Regions from separate parts of the Mus musculus genome. Here regions 1 and 3 are each linked to region 2. A link is a contact called in public HiChIP or PLAC-seq and Micro-C data. All regions are on one chromosome and are shown on one strand. The core of a region is the stretch at or near the end of the contact, and the rest is flanking DNA. Distances in the headings are between cores, read along the strand shown.

Region 1 (2,790 bases), core at 240-2,739, 150 kb before region 2:
TAAATAAATCTTTAAAAACAAACAAGCCGGGCAGTGGTGGCGCACACCTTTAATCCCAGCACTTGGGAGGCAGAGGCAGGTGGATTTCTGAGTTCGATGCCAGCCTGGTCTACAAAGTGAGTTCCAGGACAGCCAGGGCTACACAGAGAAACCCTGTCTCCAAAAACCAAAAAAAGCCCAACAAAACCACAAATTTTAAAATGTGCTTTCATTTTAATCCCAGGTATAGGGATGGGGGAACTGCTTAGGACTGTCTGCAACAGCGGACAATGATTTGCCTCGAGCTCCAGCTCCGTTTTGCGAGCTGCAAATAGTTTCTATGATTGTGTGAGTTGGGAATTCTGGAAACTTTTCAGTGATATATAAACAGTAGGTGGGGCCCGGAGTTTACATATGCGGTTTGTTAGTAGTAGTGCTTAAAGAAAAAAAAAGAAAAAAAGAAAAAAGGAAAGAAATTAAATTCAGGGATCCCTTAGCCGGGCGTGGTGGTGCACGCCTTTAACCCCAGCACTTGGGAGACAGAGGCAGGTGGATTTCTGAGTTCGAGGCTAGCCTGGTCTACAGAGTGAGTTCCTGGACAGCCAGGACTATACAGAGAAACCCTGTCTCGAAAAACCAAATCAATCAATCAAGAATCCCTCTCCCACCCCCACCCCCTCTGTCCTCTGTCTCTCCCCTCTATGCTTATTTCTCTTCGGTCTAGTGTTAGAGGGGGAAGGAGTGGGGGAGGAGAATCTACAAAGTAGCAAAGATTCCTATCTTTTATTTAAGATAGAGACAGATGACAAAGTATTTCTGTTAGTGAAGTTAGCTATTATAGCGCCCCAGGCTTGGAGTGGGGTGATGTTTTTGTTGGCTTAATTTTTTTTTTCTTGTACAACAATGATCATGCCCGCCCCAACTTTATGGACCCAGGGACATGATATTTAGGGGAAATGATCTTCCTTTCTGGAACGCAACTTCTCCAAGGGCTGAGCTAGGGAACCGCTGCTCTCGCCTCTTTTCATATCAAGCTGAAGCCTCGGTCACCCAAACACTTCGAAGGGACCGCTCAAGCCAGGGCTCAGAATCCAAAAGGAGCCTGTGAGTGTGTGGGTGTCCAAAATGAAGGCAAGGGAGTGAGATTGGCCTGGTTGATGGAATATTCAGTTTTCAAAGTCCTGGCAGGGAAAGTAGCTTCTAAGGCGCCCTGCGCTTTACCACACTTTTAACTGCGCGCCATCGCCTCCGCTTTTGCCCAACCTCAACATGGCGCCTCCCTGTGCGGCCGGAGCGACTTCGAGCCGGGGGCCACCGCACTCCCTCGGCCGCCCCCCTCCCCGGGCCCGCATCAGCCTTTCCACACAAAAACGTAGTGAAGCTCAGCTCCGAGCGCCAGATTCCCGAGCCCCTTGGTGACAGCGGGAGAGCCGGCCGCCGGTCCGTACAGGAGCATGGCGCCGCCCACGCTGGGCAGGCGCATCCCGCCTCCCCCGCCCCGCACTGAGCGCGGCCGGCGCTGCCCACCGACGCGGGGCACAGAGGACGGCCCGCAGCTCGGGGAGAGCCAGGCGCCCCGGCGGGGGTCGAGGCCCAGGCGCCCAGGCCGGCGCGCATCGCTCCCCCCCTTTCGCGTCGCGGACCCCGCGGTACTCGCAGCCGGAGTGACCCTGGGTGGTCGCCGACGCCGCGGCAGGTGAGCGGGGCAGAGGCCGGCGGGCCGGCCCGGGATCCACCGGGCGAAAGCGCTCCGGTTTCTGGACCTCTCCCAGCCGGTCGGGTCCCGAGGATGCAGGGTGGAGCGAGGAGGAGAACAGGGATGGGTGAGGCCCACCCTCCAGGCCGGACTCCCCGGCGCGCCCCTGCCCTCGCCGACCGAAACAGCTGTTTACGACGAAATCTGAACGCGGTTCCCGGCGCCGGGGGTCAGAGATCTTTTCTTTTCGCTTGAAAGACCCTTTCTGGAGGATTCTTTTGTGTTCAGCTTGGGCCGGCGTGCAGCTCCGACAGATGCCGGTCCCCGTGCCAGGATCCTCCCCCTCGGTTTCCTGGTTAGGTACCATAGGGTTTTATGATTGTTGAGTGAATGAATGAGAGCAATTAAATAGCACCCCCCCCCCCATAATCCTACTACTCTTTAATTATAGCTGCCAGTGTGGAATGGTGGTGGTGTGGCAGTCTGTGGCCGCAGGGTACCCTTATGCAGGAAACCAGGAGGCACTTAACTGTAGAAAACTGAAGCCACAGTAAAGACACAGAATGAGACCTCAGTAGTGATGGGGGAATAGGACATTTTAAGAAAAATGGGCCACTTTTACTGAAGTTATTGTCACTTTTAAACCACAGGTTCAGTGCTACCCAAAACACCTTGAACAACCCCTCCTAACAGTGACATCACACAGATGACACAGGGTTTTATGTCTGTCAACAAATGAGTATCTGTTTGCCGGGCTTGGGGGCTTAGGGGTATACTAATAGAGCATTTATGGAGAATATGATTGATCTTGGCTCTTGAGAAGTTCAAAATCTAGACAAAGCTTTTCATTTCATTTTTAGAGTACAAATTAGCGCTTTCCCCACCAGACCCCCAATTCCTCTTTCCATCTTTGCTTACTGCCACTTTTCCATTTCAGGCACCACTGGCTTTTCTGCTGGAGGAATGAAAACCCCCCTCCTTTCACCCCTACCCCGACGTTATAACTTGGTGAAATTCTACTCCTTTCAAAGACAGGTCACATGTCATCTTTTCTGGGAAAGTTTTCTCAGCTTCCTCCTCTTCAGAATAGCAGCGTCATGCTAATTTGAGTTTCA
Region 2 (2,952 bases), core at 245-2,744:
CATGGAGTCATTTCCTCAAGGGAGGTTCCTTTCTCTGTGATAACTCCAGCTTGTGTCAAGTTGACACACAAAACCATAGACCATTGTGTGTATGTCTATTCCTTTGCTGTTAATGCAGCTGAGGAGAGTTATACAGACTTGTTCAGCCTCTTAAGTATCAGTTGATGCAGATGTGGATTTGCTGTTTCTGCTCAGATGAATGGCAGACAGGTGGTGCTGCAGGTTGATCTACCTGCTGAGCTCAGATTCAGACTATCAAACTCAAGGCCAGTTTCAGTTGGTGGACTCAGTATGTTCTTAGTCATGGAGGACCCAGCTTTCTTTCCCTGTGTGATTCACTGAGTCTAACATCTCACCACCTACACTGTTTGGCTAGTCAACATCTGGTCCTCTTGCTCTCCACAGCTGCCTTCCAGGGTTATCTCTCTTTGTGGATCAGACTACATTCAGGTTCCTGGTTTGTGGTTATTCCCTGCATTCAAGCCCCCATGCTCTCTTGATTTTACACAATAGTTTTTGTCTTGGGATGGCCTCTAACCATTGCTCTCCAAGTCATATCAATTGGCAGCAAAACAGGATTCCTCTCCTTTGCTGACTCATCTGCTGGAGAAACAAACAAAAAACCAAAACAAACCCACAACTGGACTGGAGGCTTGTGAGGCTGTGGGAGGCCCACACATCTTTCTGCCAAGGCTGGCTTACCTTTCAGATGGTGTCCCCCTACACCAGGGGTGTGTGTGTCTCAGAATCTCTGGAGGATGTGATTGGCAGGCTTTCTTCTTTTTGGTCTCTTCAAGCTGGTCTTTTTCTCTAGATTTTCATGTGTCCTGACAGCACCTTTGTGAAATTCTAGAGCTCCTCCTGCCGTTAATCTTCGGAGATTAAGAGAGTATGTTTCTCTTTACTCTGATTCTTCTTCTCTTAGTCACACAGAAGCAGTTTGTAGTCTGAACCCTGAAATTCAGGGAGGAACGGGGAGGGGGGTAGAGGGAGGGGAAACTGTAATCAGGATATATATTTGTTGTGGGAAATATTAAAAAAGAACTGACACGTTCCCATGCTTGTGCCAGCAACTCTCTGCCCCAGTGGTCTGGTCAGGCATTGGTCAACTTGTTTTATCTCATGGAGACTCTGACTCAGAACTCCACAATCTCTCCACCCAGCCCCCTAGGTTCCCACTGGTGGGTCCTTACCAAGCCCACCTGTGCTTCAAATCCCCCACAACCTTTGTGTTGCACATTTAGCACACCCATGCTTTACAGGATACCTTTCTCTCTTGAACCCAGATGAGCCGCCCCCACTGTGTGAAGGGAAAGCCAACACAAACTTAGTTCAGAAACAATGGTAACTCAATCTCTGGGCACAACAACTAAAACCTAATCTTGTAAGCCTTATTAAAATCTGATTCCTCTGGTGGCGAATCCTTACACATCCGCCATGATACCGGGAAACTCTAGCAGCTACATCTTACATATATGCTGTCCCCATTCCAAAAGACCTAAAACTCTCTCCTGCTTCCTCTCTTCCTCTGACCAATCCGGAAGTCCCGCCTACTCACCCAGTGATTGGCTCCTTTATTCTTTAAGGGATTGGTTCACAAGAAGCCACCTGTGCAGATAACTCATTCCTCATTCCAGGCAGTCTCTCCCGGGGGAGCAGAATTAACATAAAATACAGGCAGCACAGAGCCATCCACAACATATGTAATGTGAGAGAAAAAAAAAAAAAGTCTATCTCAATACAAGGAAAATAAATAAGTAAACTCTTTCTTTTGTAAGTTGCCTTGGGCGTGGTAGGTTTTTTGGTTTTTGTTTGTTTGTTTGAAGACTGTTTTTGGTTTAAGCTGAGGGAAAACATCCCAACAGCACAGGGAAAACCCTCAAGGATGACTGAGTCTTCTCTGAAGACAAACCCCCCTCTTCAGGACACTTTAATGTCAAGCCTTTTATAGCCACAAAATCCATTAAGGCTTCTGCATTAGTGACTATTTAATTGCTGATATAAAACACTATGACTAAGGCTACTTACGAAAGAAAGCGTTTGCTTTTATTTATTATTTTATTTTTTACTGAAATCGATTTTGTTTTCTTTTCTTTCCTTTCCTTTCCTTTTCTTTTTTTTTTTTTTTTTTTTTTTTTTTTTTTTTGTGAACCAATAAAGCTTTACTAGGCTTATGTTCAGGAATATGGGTGAGGGGTTTTTCACGGGAGTGGAAATGACTCAGACAGATAGAGAACCAAGGCTGTCACAGTGAGAGAATTCCCAACCACTGGGCTCTCTCTCCAACTCCCTACAGTGAGAGACTTCCTAACCACTGGGCTCTCCTCCAGCTCCCTAGTTTGTTTTTGTCTTTGAGGCAGGGTCTATGTAGCTCTGGTTGGTCTGGAACTTGCCACGTAGAGCAGGCTGTTCTTAAACACATACGTACAGATCTACCTGCCTCTGTGCTAGGACTAAAGGCCTGTGCCATCACACCTGGCCCACTTTGGGTTTTGGAGACAGGGTCCAGTGTGAGCCAGCATCGCTTCCCACACCTTATGTAGCCAAGGATAACCTTGCACTTGTGATCTCCCATCTCTCCCTCCCTAAGCTGGCCTGTCCTAAGCAAGCTAAACGTGTGCATACTCTATCTGGAGTGGATCCACTCCGAACTGTACACCCTAAATACACGTGCAAGGTCATGTGGATGACTACGTAAGCCAACACACAGAGGTAACTGGGATACGGGCACCCGTGGAATGTGCAAGAGGAGCCAAGAACAGGAGCATACTCCATAGGCCCCGCCCTCAAGAGATGCGGCTGGAGGATCAGGAGTTCAAGGACAGCCTCAGCTAAGGATCTAGTTTGAGGCTGGCCTGACTTAGAGAGCCTGTCTGGATAAAAAATGCAGCAGATAAAAAGACCTGAACTAGGAAACATGGCTGAATCTCATTGACAACGGTGAGTGGGCAA
Region 3 (2,776 bases), core at 126-2,625, 180 kb before region 2:
TTGGGGTTACAGACCAGTGGTTGTGAGCAGGCACATGGGTACTGGGAACTGAACTCTGATCCTTTGCTAGTAAAGCAAGAGCTGTACCTGCTGAATCGTCTCTCTAGCCCCCGCCCCCCAGTTAGCGTTTCTTCTAGGCCCTGCCCCATAGTTACCTGGCAACAGCCAGGTATGCCTGCCTGACTCACTGTAAAAGGGGCTGCTTGACGCCTCCTCACTCTCTTACCTACCATCTTACACTCTTCCCTCTCTGTCCCTCCCCTCCCCTCCCCTCCCCTCCCTCCCCTCCCCTCCCCTCCCCTCCCCTCTCTCTCCCTTACCCTCTTAACTCCTCCCCAAACTCTATTCTATACTATACTCCTTGTGTGACTGGTATCTCAGGGGGAACGGATACCTCAGCATGGGCCTGCAGAGGAACCATTCTACCACAACATACCACGCCTCCACCAAGCATATCCCTTCCTTCTTTTTTATAAAACACAACACCCCCCAAAAGAGGTAGAAATCTATAGAAAGGGCAACAGTTGCGAACAAATGCCTTTATTCCCACTCAGGAGATAGAGGTAGCCAGAGATTTTCGAGTTCGTGGCTAGCCTATTCTACAGAGCAAATTCTAGGACCGCCAGGGTATATAGAAAGACCCTGACTTTATTCAAAAGAAGAAGGGAGGGGACGGTCATGCATCCGTCAGCTAGGTTAATGATCTCCAACATCATTCAACCTTGCCGACTTAACCCAGCACTGGGTCCCTGGTTTCTCTACCTCAATTACCCAAGAAACTGAAGCGCTCCCAGCAGCAACCCTCTCTCCTTCCCCCTCCAGTTTGTTCTTCCATGCTCCCCTTCCCGGTGCTCACCAGACCCAGGGTTAATTTAGAATCAACACAGATTTCCTTGGCAGGAAGCCCCATGATCTTTGTTGTTGCGGTCCTCTGACCTCTAGACATTGCTCTCCTAGGCTAGATAAGGTTTTGTTTGTTCTTTAGAGGGACAGGAAGGAAAAAAACTCCAAGTATTTATTATCCTGACACACTTGGGAGCATTTATGGTCCAAATACGAATTGCTAAATGTCGGTTCAGGTAATTCTCATTAAAAGCCCAGCCAACCTGGTCCTAATACTAGCAGGTGAGAGCAGAAAGCACTGAGACCTGGAGCAATAAGACTCCGGTTGGAGCGAGGGCAGATCCTGGAGGGACACCTTGGGACTCAGCGGGTCTAGCCCCGGGCTAGTACCGACTAGCACTGGAAAAGCCATGCCTAAGTACTTTCTACCTGGACACCGCCCGCCTGGAGCTGCCTGGGGCGTTTTGGAGCGCAGAGGCTTGGAGCCAGTCTGTGAAACACGTGATCGCCAGGGGCGGAGCCCGCCGGGAGCCCCGCTCCCCGGGAGTTAACCCGAGGCTTCGGCGCGGGCGCGCAGTCTGTGGAGCAGCGGCAGCAGCGGCGGCGCGGGCACGGAGTCCAGCCCGCCGCTGACATGGCCACGGTTCGAGAGAAGGCGGCGGCGCTGAACCTGTCGGCTCTGCACAGCCCTGCACAGAGACCTCCGGGTGGGTCGGAGGGCCGCGGCAGCGTGGGGCGGGCGCGGGCTGTGGGCGGGCGGTGCGCTCCGCGGGCTGCGCGGCCGCGAGGATCCGCTTTCTCCTCCTGGGTGGGCAGCCGGCCACGGGCCACGGGCCACGGACCCCGCCGCAGCCAGAGCTCGGCGTTTTAGGAACTTTACCAAACTTCGCTCGCAGTGGGGGTTAGGCTCCACAGCCTGACTTGTGACACGCGCGGAATTTTGAATAGTTTCCTGGCCAGCGTCTGGAGAACGAACTCTTGACTGCATGGTGGGATCAGAGGTCGGTGGCTCCCAGACTCAGGAGATGAAGTAATATTGTGTAAATTTAACACTTTCGCTACAAGCAATGTTTCAGTGAAGCCCCCATCACCCCCCCCCAACCCCTGATCTGATAGTTACATGACTTTGGGAGACAAATGTATTGAATCATTGAGGGCGGGTGTAAGATCTTTGACCCGAATCCGATAATCCGTTCTAAAATTCTGACTCTTAATTCTGCAAATAAGGAGATATTTGGATTTGTTTGGATAAGGTGCCACCTTTCCCCCTTTCTGGAACTGCGGGATAGAGAGCTGGAGAAATTGGCTCTCTACCAAAGCTTTTCATTTGTAAAATGCCAACTTGCGGAAACAGTGATTCCTTCCCCTAGGTCAGAAAAGTGTATCTCAGTGGTCCCAGCTATTGTGTTTGACTGACTTTACTAATCAATGCTCCACATAATCTCCAAGATCTTAATGATGAATTTTGCTAGAGAACTGCTTTCTCGGTACAGATTATAAAAGCGGCCTATAGTCCAGCTGTAGAGGTGTAAGCCCTCAGTCCTACACTGGGGAGGCAGAGAGAGGTAAGGCCTCTGAGTTCCAAGTCAGCTCTACACAGAAAGTTCCAAACCAAACAGTTAAAAAATGAGACTGTCTCAAAAAACAAAACAAAACAAAAAAAACCCCAGCAAACAAGATCTGACCACTTACTGCTCTCACCTAACAGGCTCTGATCACTTTATCACTTGACATGGCACTGGAAATTGTTGATAGCTTTAGGCTCTCTCTGGTAAATGGGATTCCCAAATTCACCTACTTTAACTCGGAAGGTCTTTCCTAACAGCTGAAATGTCAGTTCTGGGCTCTGGACATTTGTGAACAGGTTTTTAGGTGGTGAGAGGGAATGCATTTTAAAACTGGGTAGCTAGCTGACTCACTGTGGGAAGGTTTG

The links. Hi-C and Micro-C count contacts between places; a contact is called where the count stands out from the background. HiChIP or PLAC-seq counts read pairs in DNA pulled down with a chosen protein or histone mark.
Region 1: a contact with region 2 is called in a Micro-C map of embryonic stem cells, with 1.9 times the contacts expected there. The contact joins the promoter of Tcp11l1 here to the promoter of Platr14 in region 2. A contact is called at or near these places in 1 of 39 promoter capture datasets (the HPC-7 cell line), 1 of 484 Hi-C or Micro-C datasets (embryonic stem cells) and 3 of 9 other capture datasets (adipose tissue, liver and pancreatic islet).
Region 3: an H3K27ac HiChIP or PLAC-seq map of embryonic stem cells shows a contact between it and region 2, with 5 read pairs. The contact joins the promoter of Depdc7 here to the promoter of Platr14 in region 2. A contact is called at or near these places in 2 of 115 datasets of contacts at active chromatin or transcription factors (both in embryonic stem cells) and 1 of 9 other capture datasets (pancreatic islet).

The regions. Positions count from the first base shown.
Region 1 is chr2:104,710,861-104,713,650 of GRCm38.p6, reverse strand. It overlaps Tcp11l1 (t-complex 11 like 1), which reads left to right and starts at 1,489. Exons shown (of 10, transcript NM_177190.5): 1 at 1,489-1,675. It overlaps Gm6306 (predicted gene 6306), which reads right to left. Exons shown (of 1, transcript NR_166704.1): 1 at 748-2,790.
Region 2 is chr2:104,557,726-104,560,677 of GRCm38.p6, reverse strand. Platr14 (pluripotency associated transcript 14) reads right to left here and starts at 1,494. Exons shown (of 4, transcript NR_040322.1): 1 at 1,472-1,494; 2 at 703-954.
Region 3 is chr2:104,741,456-104,744,231 of GRCm38.p6, reverse strand. It overlaps Depdc7 (DEP domain containing 7), which reads left to right and starts at 1,375. Exons shown (of 9, transcript NM_144804.2): 1 at 1,375-1,550. The coding sequence starts at 1,478.